2 separate regions of the Sus scrofa genome follow, and region 2 is linked to region 1. Evidence: chromatin contacts called from public promoter capture Hi-C data. All regions are on one chromosome and are shown on one strand. Each heading gives the region's core, a stretch centred on a gene start, on an enhancer-like site or on the middle of the called end of the contact. The rest is flanking DNA. Distances are from core to core; before and after follow the strand shown.

Region 1 (7,798 bases), core at 5,288-7,787:
ACTGCTCACTTATGTCAACCATTTTTGTCCCATTCTTCCATCACAATCTTTATACCACATAATTCAATACTACATGGAATCTTTAGGGATGATCTTGTCCAGTGTGCTCATTTTACAGCTAAAGAAAGAAAAAACTTAGAAATGACTAACACAAGGTCACACAGCTAGTGAAAGGCAAAAAACAGTGATCTGAACCTGGGTTTTATGACTCCTAATTCTGTACTTTTCCCTCTATGCTTTGAAAATCTACATTAGCAAAGAAAATATTTTATACTATTAAATTGGAAAATAACTGTAACTAAGCCACACGAAAATAAAATTCATCCATATATAGAGAACAAAAGGGTTAGAACAGGAAGTACCCCAAATCAAACAGAAAGAAGCAGCACTTGTTCATATAGTAAAGGGCTTTCTTAAGAGCACAAGCTTGTACATAGTTTCTGAGCCATTTTATTAATTACCACCTGTTGGGATTTGACTCTTGTGCTTCCATCAAATCCAACTCCTTAAGAGGATGCCACAATGACTCTTGTGGCAAAGGCTTGAAAAGTGGTAACTTCTGGCACAAATAACTGATGGTACAAAAGGAACCCACAAATGTGGTGCCAACTATCAAAAAGAAAGTACAGACGTTGAAGTGGATGGAGATTTTGCTGGGAGCAAGTAATCCTGAAAATGAGATAAGAATAAAAATCCAAGAGAGAAAAGCTGGCCTGACACTAATGACCAGAGAGTACAACAAAAAGAAGGTAGTTTCAGAGCTTGCCTGGCATCAGACAGCTCACACCTGCAAAAGAAAGAAGGAAAAAATTCTCACAGAGACAAGAGAAAGACCGTAGGTTTGCTCCTGAGTGATGGATTAGATATGACCTAATAGGTATTTGCCATCTCTTATTTCTGGGACTCTGATCCAAGAACAAACAGCAAGAGAACCATGAAAAATCAGCCCTGTTGGATCTGGAGTTCTGCCTTGACAAGATATAAAGCTCATTCATAGGTCTGACTGTGTTCATGAGACTGCAGTTCAACTCCTGCTGCTAGAGCAAGGGGAGGGGGGAAGGAAGATAGAAAGGGGTGAGTGAGAAGGAGGTGGAAGATCTGGGTTGTGACTATAATAGCTACAGTAATTAGAGTGTTTCCAAGCTGCTAGAGAAGTCTTTAGAGCAGAGAATGAGGATGGGAGAAGGGGGAGGGGGAAAAAACATGAGGAAGCAAACTACTGCGAATGCTAGGAAAATACGTGGTGGTTTGTGGATAGTTTAAAACAAACAAACAACTGTGATGGCTTCACATGGGGAAATAAAGAAGTTTATATTCTTTCCCAGAAGTGAATATTATACAAATAATTGCCAGGCTCCTACTTAAAGCTAGGCTACAAACTAGGTTTAAACAGATTCTTGCAAATGTCCCTGTCTTTGCAGCAGTTCACTGGCCTTGGCCTCAGAGTCATACTACCTCACTTTTCCCTAAGTTAATCAGTCAATCCATCTGTCCATCGACCCATTCATCTAAATCCTGGTCTCGATTCCTCTAACAAACAGAGCAGAGCCTTCACTTCACTTGGAAAACTCTAAAACAGTTAATATCACTTCCTTCCTGTCAGTCAACTGTTAATTAATACCCTGTGAATTCAACTAGACTCTGTGTGTGTGTGTTTCAATAGAAGGAGCACAGCTTGTCAGACTAATACAGAAAATGACTAGAGGACACTAAAAAAGTCACAAAATAAACACCAAGTTACTCATCTATAAATTTTAGGCTCTTCAGCACTGTCATGGCAGGAACATGTGAAAGAAAAATAAAATCACATTTATGAAAGAGGATGATGATAACCTAGAAGAAATCTGGGAAACTGAAGAAAACCTCAAAATATAAAGTCGGAGTTCCCGTCGTGGCGCAGTGGTTAACGAATCCGACTAGGAACCATGAGGTGGCGGTTCGATCCCTGCCCTTGCTCAGTGGGTTAACGATCCGGCGTTGCCGTGAGCTGTGGTGTAGGTTGCAGACGCGGCTCGGATCCCGCGTTGCTGTGGCTCTGGTGTAGGCCGGTGGCTACAGCTCCAATTAGACCCCTAGCCTGGGAACCTCCATATGCCGCGGGAGCGGCCCAAGAAATAGCAAAAAGCCAAAAAAAAAAAAAAATAAAAATAAAGTCCTCCTCCAAGGTATAGGAAATGCTATACTTATTTTTAAGATAAATATTTAGTTGAGATACTTCCTTACCATGACTTGGCCCTCTGATGATGATTTGATTCTAAAAGTGATGTTAATCTCAAAGCCAGAAAAAAAGCTATAAAGGTGCTGGGAGAAACTAAAAATGGAATAAAACAAACAACAGAATAAATGCAAACTTCATGTGGAGAATTACATTCATAAAATAAAAACACATGCAAATGTCTTGAGTAAGGCATGTGAGGTAGACTTAATACGAAAAGTCAATTACATCCTTTGCTTAAAACCTGCTGGGTATCCTCCCAGTGGGCTAAATCTTTTTCACCACACTAAAAGCAAAGAATTTTCTCCTTCCCATTTCCCTCTAATAAACAAGAGCTAAAAACACTGAATTGCCATTATTTCCTTCCCATTCATAGGGCATAAAGCCAGAACTCACAGAAACACAATAGGGCCATCTAGGACCATATCTAAGGCATGCTAGTCAGTAATCTAAAAGAAACACAGAGAAGGAAGAATCTCTCTTCTCTATTCCATTATCTTCTCACTAACAGACCAGTATCAGGCATTAAGAAATGTGAAACAAAGAGGAATTTCACACATATGAACCAAACCTAAACCATGGAAGACCAAGTATTTTCTTGTCACTGTGGCATGTGATTCTTTAACCACCTGCTTAATAATCCCTCTTCAGCTGCACAGCTGCTGCCAATTGAACATGCCCAGCTAGGCAGGTGCTTTGGTGAATTACCTGTTCCCTAGTGAAAAGAGTCCTTCACTGACACTAAGTGGGCACAGAACCTACCAATCAGCATCGCCTATCTTCATTTTGTCTGTCATAGCCAACTTTTATGAAAGATATCATGAAAGCATATTTAGTACACTATGATTTTGTATCTTGGGGGGTTTTGTTTTTTAAGGAAACTGATTTTTAAAAATCAAGCTGAAGTGAGAATTTAGCTGCTTAAAAGAAAACTTGCAACACAACATAAGGCTGCCTCATCTCAGAGTGGCCCCATCTGTCTGGCAGTATTCCCATCCATGACCAGTTTTCCACAAGGGAAATAACAATTGCTTTGCTACCTTTGGAGCAGGAGAAAGTGGCACTAGAAGGTTCTGGCAGTAAGGAGAGAGAGAGCAGAGTGAGAACTTTGGGAGACTACACATCATTCCTGTACTCGTTAAGTCGCCACCACTGAGACCAGGCAGTAGTGTTCTGAGTCAAATAAGTAAGGAGTGGCACTTCCACTTGACAGAGCAATCAGTAAACCCCTCAACAAATTATCCTGTTCCAGTCATTTAGTTGCTATATGCTAATTGCAACGTAATTACTACCAGGAGCCCAAATTATGCTTCCATATCCTCACACAAAATAAGCACTAATCTGTCCAGCTATCTAGACCTCTCACAAGGAAACATTTTCTAACAAGAAGGTGGGCGGGGAGGGAGATCCAAAGTGCCCTCTGAAAGATGGTCACAATCAGAAAACTCATAAGACTCCTTGTGGCAAGGGCCCAACTCTGAAACCACTAAATCTAATCAGGGCAAATTTAATCTGAGGCTTCTGCCTTCACTATCACCTGACAGGATTCAGAAATGAATGCCAACAGCCCCAGAGCAAAAAGCTTTGGACTCGGTTTAGCTGAGACTTCACCCAGAGACCTAGGACACATAGTTGAAAGCAATCTAAAGAGAGACAACACCTCCAGTAGGACCTTAAGACAGTTCTGCCATCAAGAAATATAAAGGTCAGAATAGCGTGTTCCTTCCTAACAAAGTCCAACACCTAAGTGGCAAACCATCACTTTTAAGAAATTCACAGAAATAAAAAGAAAAGGAAGCAACATGGTCAGACACAGGGCCTCAGAAAGACCTTTGCCACAACCAAAGGCTAAAAGTTCCTCTTCCACAATACCCTATAGGAAATGGTTGGCTACTGTGTACAGTGTACATTGTGTGCAACTGCCCTCTCACAAAGAGCTTGCTTTCTAATCTCTTTATTTTTTTATTTCATTGTATATTTTTCTGGGCCCACCTGCTGGGGCTATGGAGTTCCCAGGCCAGGGATCGAATCTGAGCTGCAGCTGTGACCTACATCACAGCTGCAGCAATGCTGGATCCTTAACCCACCACGCAGGGCCAAAAATTGAACCCACACCTCAGCAGCAACAACACTGGGTCCTTAACCGGCTATACCACAGCAGGAACTCCTCTAATCTCTTTTTAAAGACGTTTTCTTTAATGTCCTAAATGGAAACCCCATTTCCAGTTCCAAATAATTCTTTACCCAAATAATAGTATCTAAATACTATTTGAACAATTCTACAAGATATATGCAAGGATAAGTTTCCTTCTAGCTTGTTCTCATCCTTCTCTCATTAATAACTCCCAAGACCACAATTGATTTTTTTTTTCATGTTCATCTCTCTGGCAATTTTTTCTCAAACACGGAAGCACATATGGACTTTCTTGCACAATGAGTAAGTCAAGTCCTTTCATCAGAATTAAAATAAAGATTAAAAGGAAAGTTGTTTTGTTTCCACAGCCCTTGCCCAGATAGGCAAATTCTGTGGCTTTTTTGTTGTGCAATTTTTCTGAGCAGGAAGTCACCATTAAAAAGGTACTTGGTCCTTGGCTCCCTATCTTAACCGTGCACAGGGTTTTAGTGGTATTCCTAAACAAATAAACAAAAATCAAAACAAAAACATGAGTGTCCCATTTCTATAAAAAGAATTAAACATGCTGGCTCAAACAAGAGTAAAACCCTCCCCTTGGAGTCTTCTTTAAAGGTCTGACACAAACACGAGGGGTGAGTCCCCTAGCCACTATTCCTGCACAACTTAGTACAGGCCAGCCAAAGAGGCAGGCACAACATGGCTGGCATTCCCTATTCTTCTGAAAAATGTGTGCCAATGAGCTGTGCATTGTTCCTCACTCAAAAAGAAGAGCCTTTCTGTCTGGCCTCCTCCAATGGCAAGCCCCAGTCTGGAAAAGGAAGAAAATGGCACTGAGGAGCCTGGGAGATGGAGCATATCCAAAGCTCTCAGACAAGACTTGAACCTATGACCTTCACTGTGTACACAATAGGCGGGTGAGAGGGACGGGTTTATCTCTGCAGCAGCAGTTCTCAGCCCTGGGGTAGCACTCCCGATAAAATGACATGACTATTGTGTGTGGCAGCAGAACAGTCATCTCCTCACAACAGCCTAAACCAGCACTCCCTCCCCCAAGACAAAGCAGCAGGGGTGAAATTAACTCAAGGCTGCAGAGCAAAGCCTAATACAGAAAAGAGAGGCCTGTGGGGGATTGGGGACTCTCCTCAACCCCTGGGGCTCTGGACACATGGCTGGAAACAGACAGGCTTTCTCCCCCATCTTTCCCACTCTCATTTAGGTAGGAAGCTGTTTCTTAGAGAATTTAATCATCTGTGATTTGTTCAGAAATATTCCCCCTGAAGGGCTATGATCTCTCCACCCTGTGTGAGCCTAATTCCTAGAAGCTGAAATGACTGTTTGCTGCTGCCTGTTTCACAAACACACATTAATTGGTCAGATGTGTCTCCTCCTCCTCAACCCCAGAGGGAGGAAGGAGAATCTGAGCAAAGCACAGAGATGATCCAACCGTAATTACACATAAAGGGAAAAGAGGGCAGCATGGGTTTTCCAAACAGGACAGGGTCACAAACCCTCCCGAGGGTACAAGGATAGTAGTTTAAGGGCCAGGCCTAGGGATCCCTCCATCTTGAAGAAAAGGACAGGAGTAAATGTGACCTGAAGACTACAAGGAGCACACACCCACAAGCTACTTACTGCACGCCCCCAGCCACCTTGCTCCCCCCTCCTGGGCCACGCACACGTCCTGCTCCCAGCCCTTCGCCCTGAACCCCCCTAACTCCCTGACTAGCTCCAGTCACCCTGGGCCCCCCGCAAGATACCAGACTGGCCTCTAAAACTCTCTGGCCTGTCCTTACAACCTGGCCAGACTCTAATCCCTCTCGGGTACCCCTACCCTCAGCGTGAACCGGCCTGGCCACGCTTTGAACTTCACCCCAATCCCCTCGACTCCCCCCTCCCCCACCCACGCAACGACCCCCCCCCACCCCGCCATACACACCTTCTCCTCGCTCCGCCCCGGCCCCCAACCCCCACTTCCTCCGTCAGGCGCCGCTGCCCCCGGCCCCCTCAGCGCCGCCGCCTCACTCCTCCCCCAGCCCCAGCTCCACACAAAGCTCGGGACTCACCGCGCGACCGGTCCCGGGAGCCGCCACCTCCGCCCGCCCGGGCCCCGGGCCGTAGAGCCGCCGCTGCTACGGGGCCCAGGCCGCCATCCGTTCCCGCGGCCCCTCCCCCCTCCCCACCCCGCCTCGGCCGGCTCTCCGCCCCCTCCTCGCGCCGCTCCGCCCCGCCCGCCGGTGCCGCTGTTCCGGGGCCGCGGGTCCCTCAGCCGCCGCCACCGCCGCCGCCGCCGCGATCCGGGACAACCAGGGCCGCCCGGAAGACCCGGACACTGGATTATCGGGCCCTCGGATCCGGATTCCGGGCTGGTGTGGAGTCTGGAGCGGTAGAGCGCAGGGGAAACCCGGAACCTGGATGGCGGAGCCAAATCCTGGGTCTCGGAACGCGCGGTCACACGGAGCCCGGATTAGAGACTCGGAGCCAGGATTAGAGACGCGTAGCTCTGGGAATGCTGGAAAACCCGGCCGGTCGGTTAAAACAGAGATAAACTCGAAGAAGCCTGGATGGGAGAGCTCGAACCTAACGCTCTCTCCTCGTGGAAAGAACTCTCGGTGGCCAGACTTCCTCGCAGAGAGGTCTCTGGGGAAGTATCGCACCTTAAATACAGAAGACACCAATTCTGTAAGTGTCCAACCGTGGGGAGAGAAAGAGCCATAAGGGGTGTGAATGTGAACATCTACAAAGAACAGAAGGGCAAACACAGCTCATGGTGGTTTCATCCATTTTATCCGTTGTTTCAGCAAAGTATCAATCCCCTAATTTTTTATCCTTTGTCTTCCAATTTTTTTTTTTTAGGATTATCACTAGTTTTCTTGTTCAAGCACCCATTTCTCATCCTATACCCCTCTTCACCTCATCACCCCATATCACCAAATCCTGTTGATTTATATCACCTAAAAGTCCTATTGTTCTTTTCCAACCCACCATTCTATTTATGATTGTAACTTTTTCTTTCCTTATCTGCCATTCATCTGATTGCTCAGCACACTATCTAGTAGGCATTCAGTCCTTATTTAAGTGAACACTCCCACCCACCTCTCACTTATGAAACATATCATACTCTTCACCTCCTAAATCATCCACCCCCTTCTATAGCAAACAAATTTATCTTAATTCTCAAGTCTTAGCCTAAATTATATCCTTCCTGTGTCCTTGACCACCTTAGCTCTGCAGTTTTCATCTTTCCTTTTTCCACTATCCTGAGGCATCCTTCAACAGTGCCACTCAAAATAGTATGTTACTGGGTCATAAAATCCTTTCACTCTCCATCTCCACATACACATGCAAAAGCTGTGTGTGTGTGTGTGTGTATGTGTGCACGTGTGTGCACACCAGGGGGTGATGGCTAAAGATGAACGCTAGGCCTGTCTGATCTATGAAAAATAATCTCC
Region 2 (7,028 bases), core at 2,948-5,447, 930 kb after region 1:
TTTCAGCAAAATTAGACATAAATCAACTTTTACCGTATTAGGAAATTGCTATTTTCAACATTTACCTTAAACCACAACATGGATTTATCTTCTAACCAGTTAGCTTCCTGTCTCTCCCCAACTAGATTAGACTGCAACTCCTTTGAGAGCAAAGGACTACTGGACCCCATGGTCTCAGCTAATATAGTTCACAAACTCTGTAAGTTTCCACACAGATATAAATGTTGCTAGCTTTAAGCCCATAGGGAATTCTTTAATATTTTAAAGCTATTTTGTTAAGAGCAGGTGTCCTTAACTGGTACTATAGCTGCATACTACTAGGTTCTTAAAGTCCCAGAGAGTTTCCAAAACCCCTCAGGGGGTACATGAAGTCAAACTATTTTCATAAATAATACTGATGTTACTTTTATTTGTTTACTCTTACTCACAAGCATGCAGTGGAGTTTTCCAGAGGTTACATGATGTGTGTTATCTCAAGAGACCGAGTGTGAAAGCAGATATGAAAATCCACCAGTCTTCTACTAAGCCAGACAACAAAAAGAGTTGCCAAAATTAAAACAATGCTACTCTTCTCACTAAATTTTCGTTTTTGAAAAATACAGCTATTTTATAGAAATTATTATTTATGTTAACAGGAATGGATTTACATTGTTAATTGTAAATGATTTAATAAATACATATTTTACATTTTTCTGTTTTAACTTCTAGTATAGCAAATATAAATAGATTTAAGTCAACCAAAGACCCTTCGGGTCCTCAATAATTTTTAAGAGCATAAAGGGGTTCTGAAAACCAAAAGTTTGAGAATTGCTGTGATATACAGTTACACAACATATACAATAAATGTACCCAGTGCCTTCCATAGATAAGAAGCTCAAGTTAATTCTGAAGTATAATTACTTCTTATACCCCCTAATCTTGTTGAGTAATATATCTCCCTGTAAAACATAATTCAGCATAAAGCCAGCCTGTCCTAGGCCCTATTTAAAGGGCTTTAGATATTTAAGTCTTCAGAGTTCTCTTTATAAAGATGTTCTGACCTATAATACCACCTACTATTCAAATAGTGTTTGGAGTATCTCAAAGCTTTCACAAAAAATGACCCTGTTCATCCTAACAGCAACCTGCAAAGTCAATGTGAGGTAATACCCTTTTCTACAGATGGCACAATGAAATCGATGCTCAAAGGAAAGAGAAGTACTTTCCAAGGATGTGTTGCTACCTAGCAGAGCTTAGGATGTTGGTCTTTTGCAATTTGCTTGGCTGCCTTAAGGCTGTTTCACCATGGTGTAATTGCAACCTCCCAAAGAAAACAAGGCAAGGGCATTACTTTTATTGTCCCAGTGCCAAAACAGGGATTTTCCCCTCCCTAATAACAACGTAATCAGACCCAAACCCGATCACCACATCTTTCTGCACATTGGCTACCCTTTTGGAGCCCTACCAAAAACAAAAAAAGAAAGGAAGAAATACGAGAGTGTTGGAGAATAAATACCAGAATATATAATGCTCCAAGATGATGAACTGATCAAGGACCCACAATTTTAATAATCATTTAATCACTGAAACAACAGGCAGGCAAGAATAAGATCAAGCTCAACACAAAAACATGAGATTATATCAATGAATGGATGCCAACAGATTAAAGTGGGAGGCCCAAATGAAACTGGTTCAATTCACAGAATATGAACAGAAAGGAAAAACCCACATAAAGTTGTGAAACTTAAGCTTTACTGGTTCTACAGATGGAAGCACATGACTAGAACCACCCTCCCAAAGCAATGTCAGAGAAAAACTTTGTTGCAAGATACAAAGATGCTATCTTACCCTCTGGACAGAAATCACCCCTCCCTTAGGGCTAGAGGTATAACTCTGTTCTTTTTTTTTTTTTTTTAATCAGCAGAAGCCTCTTAGTTATGCTCTATTTTAACTTAAGTTCCTCAAGAGATACTCAATTTTCTGCATCTCTTTTCCACAGTCAAGTGGACACCCTGACTAACAAAGGCAAGACTGACTCACAACAGGATATCTGCCACTTGCATAAACTCTTTTCCTTTTTTTAGATACATGTGCCCAATGAGGCCATTTTAAAATTTGATGTGATTTTACCTAGAAAAAGCCAAAAGCATGCTGTCTGCTTGTAACCCTATAGTTACCACAGGTGAGCAAGGAGTAATTTCATCATTCTTCATGAGGTATGCTTTTCCTAGTGTTTACTTTGATTTTTTTTTTCACATCTCTTTTGGGGGGAAAAAAAAGTTACACTTATAGCACCACAGCTATAACTACAATTATAGCTAATGCACTACCAAGCAATTTGTAAAGCAATTTGATACACCTTATTTGTTGTTTCATACTCAACATTCACTGTAAAAGAAACATTCTTAGGTAAGTTTCTGCACCCTCATAAAAGAACTGCAACACTGCACTGTAAAACAAATTAACCAGTTAATAATCTTTATAGGCTTCATGCAGAAAAAGATACTGACTTTACAAAGCCAAGCCAAGCATCCAACCTCTGAGAGCTCAAGGAAACCGCAGTTATTTCTATTCCTTATCCTAGAATGAATTTTTCTTTGCGGCATTACCTGAGTTTTTCTCCAAGGAAATATTCACCCTTTAAAAAGTAACCTGTCAAAAGTGTTAGTGCATTCTCTAAACTATCTTCCCAGCTCCGGCACACAAGGAGAAATGTCACACAGCTAAATCGTACGTAGCATTGCTATTTTCTTCCCTTTATTTATTCAAACGAATTTAAGATTTTTGAAATGCACAATTCAAATTTTACACTACAACCCAAGCTATCATTGATCCTCTCAAAGCTAATAAACAAAGACTATCAGCAGCACCAGGGCCCTACCAGGAAGTAATCAAAGCAGTGTGGCCGGTGCGATCCTAAGTCTCTAGAGCAGACAATAAGGGGGTACTGGGGCTTCGAAGGGGCCTGGCAGAAGGAGTTAAGAAGCTTAAGCAATGCAAAAGCATTACATAAACCTAATAACTGTCCTACAGCACAAAAACTCGGAAATCCCAAGGCAATTTCGGACAATCCGAAAGATATGAAAGACAACTCGAGCTACCCCTCCAAAGCAGCTGCTCGATTAGCCTTCTCAGCTTTTTAACCAGCAGCCTGTTTTCAAACTTCACCCTTTCTGGCTGATGAAAGACTCCGACCTTCGCCGCCTGAGTACTCAGCACCTCTCCGGGTCCCGGTTCCCGCCGGTCGGCGTGGGTCGGGTCGCGGGTGCATGGGGGGCCCAGGCAGGTAGCGAAGGGCCCCAGAGCGCGCCCCGCAGCCTGGACAAAGCTGCGCCCCGAGAGCAACGCTTTTGCCGTCCCGTCAAGGAGGGGACGAAACTCGGGCCCCGCCACACGTGCGGCCGCCTTGTGGGGGCCGGACACCCGCCCCCGCCGCCCCCGACCCGGGGACACGGGCCAGCGCAGCCCCCGATCACAGCAGGGCTGCGCGGGGGCGCGAGCCGCTGACCAAGGTCCCCGCTCGCTGCCGCCCCCACGCGCTCGTGGGCCCCGCGGGCTCCCGCCCCTCACGGGCCTCTCCTTTGCCGGCCGGACCGTCGGGCCCCGGGAAACAAAGGAGCTGCCGCCGCCGCTCCGCCTGCCGCCGCACCACCCGCCTCGCCGCGTACCCCTCCCCAGCCGCCGAGCCCCGCTCGCCCTCACCCCTTCCCAAGTCCGCGCGCCGGCCGCCAGCGGCCCCTAGACGGCAGGCCCCACAGAGCCGGGGCCTCGGGTGCGCTTCAGGGCCGCCTGGGGCCGCACTCACCGCTGCAGCACCAGGACGACGGGGAGCCGTTGGGGAACTTGGCTGAGTCCGGAGCGATGCAGACGCTGGAGCTGAGGTGCGGACACTCCATGGCCACCCGGAGAGCGGCGAGAAGGACGGAGGCTCCGGGACCCGGCGAGGTGGGGGGCGGAGGGACTAAGAAGGATCCGTCTGGGGTCGCTCCTCGCCGGGCGCTCGGCAGACGGCAGCTGAGTCCCGAGCCCTTGCGTCAAAGAAAGCAAAAGCTTCCGGGAGCCGGGTTTTCCCGCCCGCCGTCTCCTGAGGCCCGGCTCCGGAAAACGTGGTACTCCGGAATCCGGGTTCTGCCGCCACCCCTAGGCTGGGGGCTTCCGTCTTCCCAGGCTGGCCCCGCCCTGCCCCGGGCAGGCCCCGCCTCCAAGCCCAGCCCCGCCCCCGTCCTCTCCCGCGGGGTGGGGGTCCCCGCGCTCGCAGGCGGGTCGCCCAGGGTCTGGCTGCACTCGGAAGTGACTTTCCCAACTCTGTTGGCCGGGACTGCCGCGGCTTCCCCGCCCCTGGAAGGGTGGGGCGCTAAACCAGGGCACACAGGGCCAGTCCGCCGCTTTTACCGCGGCCGGGCGAGCGCTCACAAAGAGTGCTTCTGCGTTGTGTGTGGTGGACTGGCTACAGCGCGGTAGAAAATCTGACCACACAAAAAAAATGTGAAGAAAATAAAAACCACCTGGGCAGACAGGCTCTGTGGCCCCATTTTTACACAGGAAGACACAAGCTTAGATTAAGGGCCTAGACCCACCGGGGTGCATAGGTCCCAGAGCAGTGCTAGTTTAGTGTTCTGCTCCCTTCGGCAGGTGCGATAGTGATCGAGTTCCAGTTTTTGAACACGTGACCTTAGCCAGCCACCTGGGTGCTGAGTGGCTGGTCCCGCGTGGGCACTCATGAACCTGTGTTCAACCCCTGTCACAGTGACTCACCATCTCCGTTACTTTGAGCAGACGATCGGACATTCATACCTCACCCTCAGTGTAAATTTAAGTGAGATAGTTTTAACCTGCGTTTGCTGAGAGCGCGGTCACTGTTACCAGGTGACGAAAAGAGAAGGGACCTAACAATTGTTAAACACCCACTGCTGCCTCCTAACCAGGCACTTTACAAATAATACCTCATTTAAACCTCGCACCATCACGCCAGCAGCTGTTACCATCCCCCTTTTTACCGTTAATCCGTACTAGGATTGGCTCCCAGGCACTCTGATCTCTTTGTGGAAAAAGGATAGGGCCAGCCTCTGGGGCAGGGGTTACGCCCTAGCGAGGCTGCGATCTTTGTGGGGGCACTGCCTTGGGGATGTCTGGGGCTATTACAAACATTGCCTCAAAGTTGGGGCTCCTTGTAAAACCCGGCGAAGGAGCAACAGGGCCAGGAGGCAGGGAGGGGGAGGGGAAGGCTGATGTGGCAATCCCTCGGGCCGGGTGAGAGGAGGAAGGAAGGTCAGGAAATGATTAACCGGGCCAGGCCGGGTAGTGGTTAGAGCAGAGCACCTCCCCACAGGGCAGTCCTGCAACAGTCCAGGAGTGCCCTCTCAGTCACTTCCCACGCTTCGCCATCCCCCACACTACCCGCCACCACTTGGTTTCTGCCGCGCACTCCTCTGCCTAACGGTGTCCATTCACCTGCGGCATCTCTGTTGACCCTTCCTTACTCTCCCCCCATTCTTTCCCCCCCAGTATTTCCCATTCCTCGGTCAACACTCTTTGGTTGCCTCCCAAGTTTTGACTGCTGTTAGAGCAAGCCATCTTGAGGTTTTATGGCAGTGCCGAATTGTGGAAAGTGCGGCTGCTCAAATCCTAGCTCTGCTGCCTACTTGAGGACCAACTTTAGCCAGTGTTTCTAGTCTTTCCAAGCCCTTTATGTCTATAAAACTGAGAAAACAATGCTTATCTCCAAAGGAAGACGTGAGAATTCACAAGACTTGCCACCCCCAGTAGGAAGTCAATAATTTATAGCCCCCCTTTTTTTTAATGACAGCAAGTGAGAATAATTCCTAGGAAGGGGGAGTATAAACAATAGATGTGCCCTCTGCTCAGGCTCTCCAGCCCTCTCCTATCAACTGATTCTTTTTCAAAGCCTGTCTGGATCAACCTGTTTCCCTCTGGACAGCTACCCCCGATTATCATCCATGCTCCTTCTTTTAGCCATGGAACTGACTCACCAGGGTCTTTCATCCTGGCGTGTAATGCTACTTTTTTCACCCTCAAAAGGACTCAGTTTCCTTATCATCTAGACCTCAGCTTGAACATCACTTCCTCAGGGAGTCCTTTCCCGACCCTGCCCCACCTTCAGGTTACCTCCAGGTGTGTGATGCCCTTGTGTGCCCCACACTCTGCCTTTTAAAAACACTCTTCAGCAGCATAATTATTTGTTTAATGTCTGTCTTCCCCTTGGAGGTCCATAAGGGTAGCAAACAAGTCTGTCTGGTTTCCTGCTCTATTCCTAACATAACATGTGGAACACAGAGGGCGTCCAATAAATAAGTGCTCATCATGAATGCGTGATCGATTAGCAATGTCTACCATGGGCAGGAGTTTAGTAAGTGGCCCAACAATATGCCAGGTAGTTGGCCCCCTCTTCCTCTTTGCTGTGATCTCTAAATTTCCCTTAAGCTCAGATTTTATCATTGTCATGACATCAGGAATGTGAGAACACTTTGTAAGGTGTAAACTGTTGGGGGGGGGGGAGAAAGAGAAAGAAGTTTTAGAGTCTTCTCTCCCTAACTAGAATAAGCCCCCTCTGAGCAGGAGTCCTAACTCAGTTGTCCCTGACTGCTATAGACCGCAGAGGACGAACTATGACTATCAGGCAATTCAGAGAACCTGGACAAAATCAGAAGGCCTCCTGAGACTTTTACTAGATTTACCGAAAACGTTTCTGTCTCTGCAAGTTTTCATAATAATAAAAATTTTTAAAAATCCCCCCCCCAAAAAAAAACCTCGTGGTGAATAAATGTGTCAAACAGAGGAAGACCACACTGTGCAATCTGCTTTTTTAGTCCCTCGTTTCTTCGGTTACGTTTAATACTACGTTCGCTTTTTGGTTCTTGGCCCGCATCCCTTTGGCGCTGAGAAGCCGCTGGCCTCTGGGAGTCCCCGCCCAGCCCTCCGCTCGGGAGCCCCCGGGGGGCGGGGACCCGGGAGGAGGGCTGCTCTTGCCAGCAGCCGCGGCAAATTTTAAGTGTTTGCATTTTTCAGAGGAGAGGAATGCACAGTTTCAA

What was found. Promoter capture Hi-C pulls out the DNA fragments that hold promoters and counts their contacts.
Region 2: a contact with region 1 is called in a promoter capture Hi-C map of liver, with 2.6 times the contacts expected there. The contact joins the promoter of USP3 here to the promoter of ZNF609 in region 1. A contact is called at or near these places in 2 of 5 promoter capture datasets (fetal liver and liver) and 2 of 47 Hi-C or Micro-C datasets (both in liver).

Annotation. Positions count from the first base shown.
Region 1 is chr1:107,576,810-107,584,607 of Sscrofa11.1, forward strand. It overlaps ZNF609 (zinc finger protein 609), which reads right to left and starts at 6,538. Exons shown (of 9, transcript XR_002344510.1): 1 at 6,413-6,538.
Region 2 is chr1:108,511,414-108,518,441 of Sscrofa11.1, forward strand. USP3 (ubiquitin carboxyl-terminal hydrolase 3) reads right to left here and starts at 4,198. Exons shown (of 16, transcript XM_021094102.1): 1 at 3,785-4,198.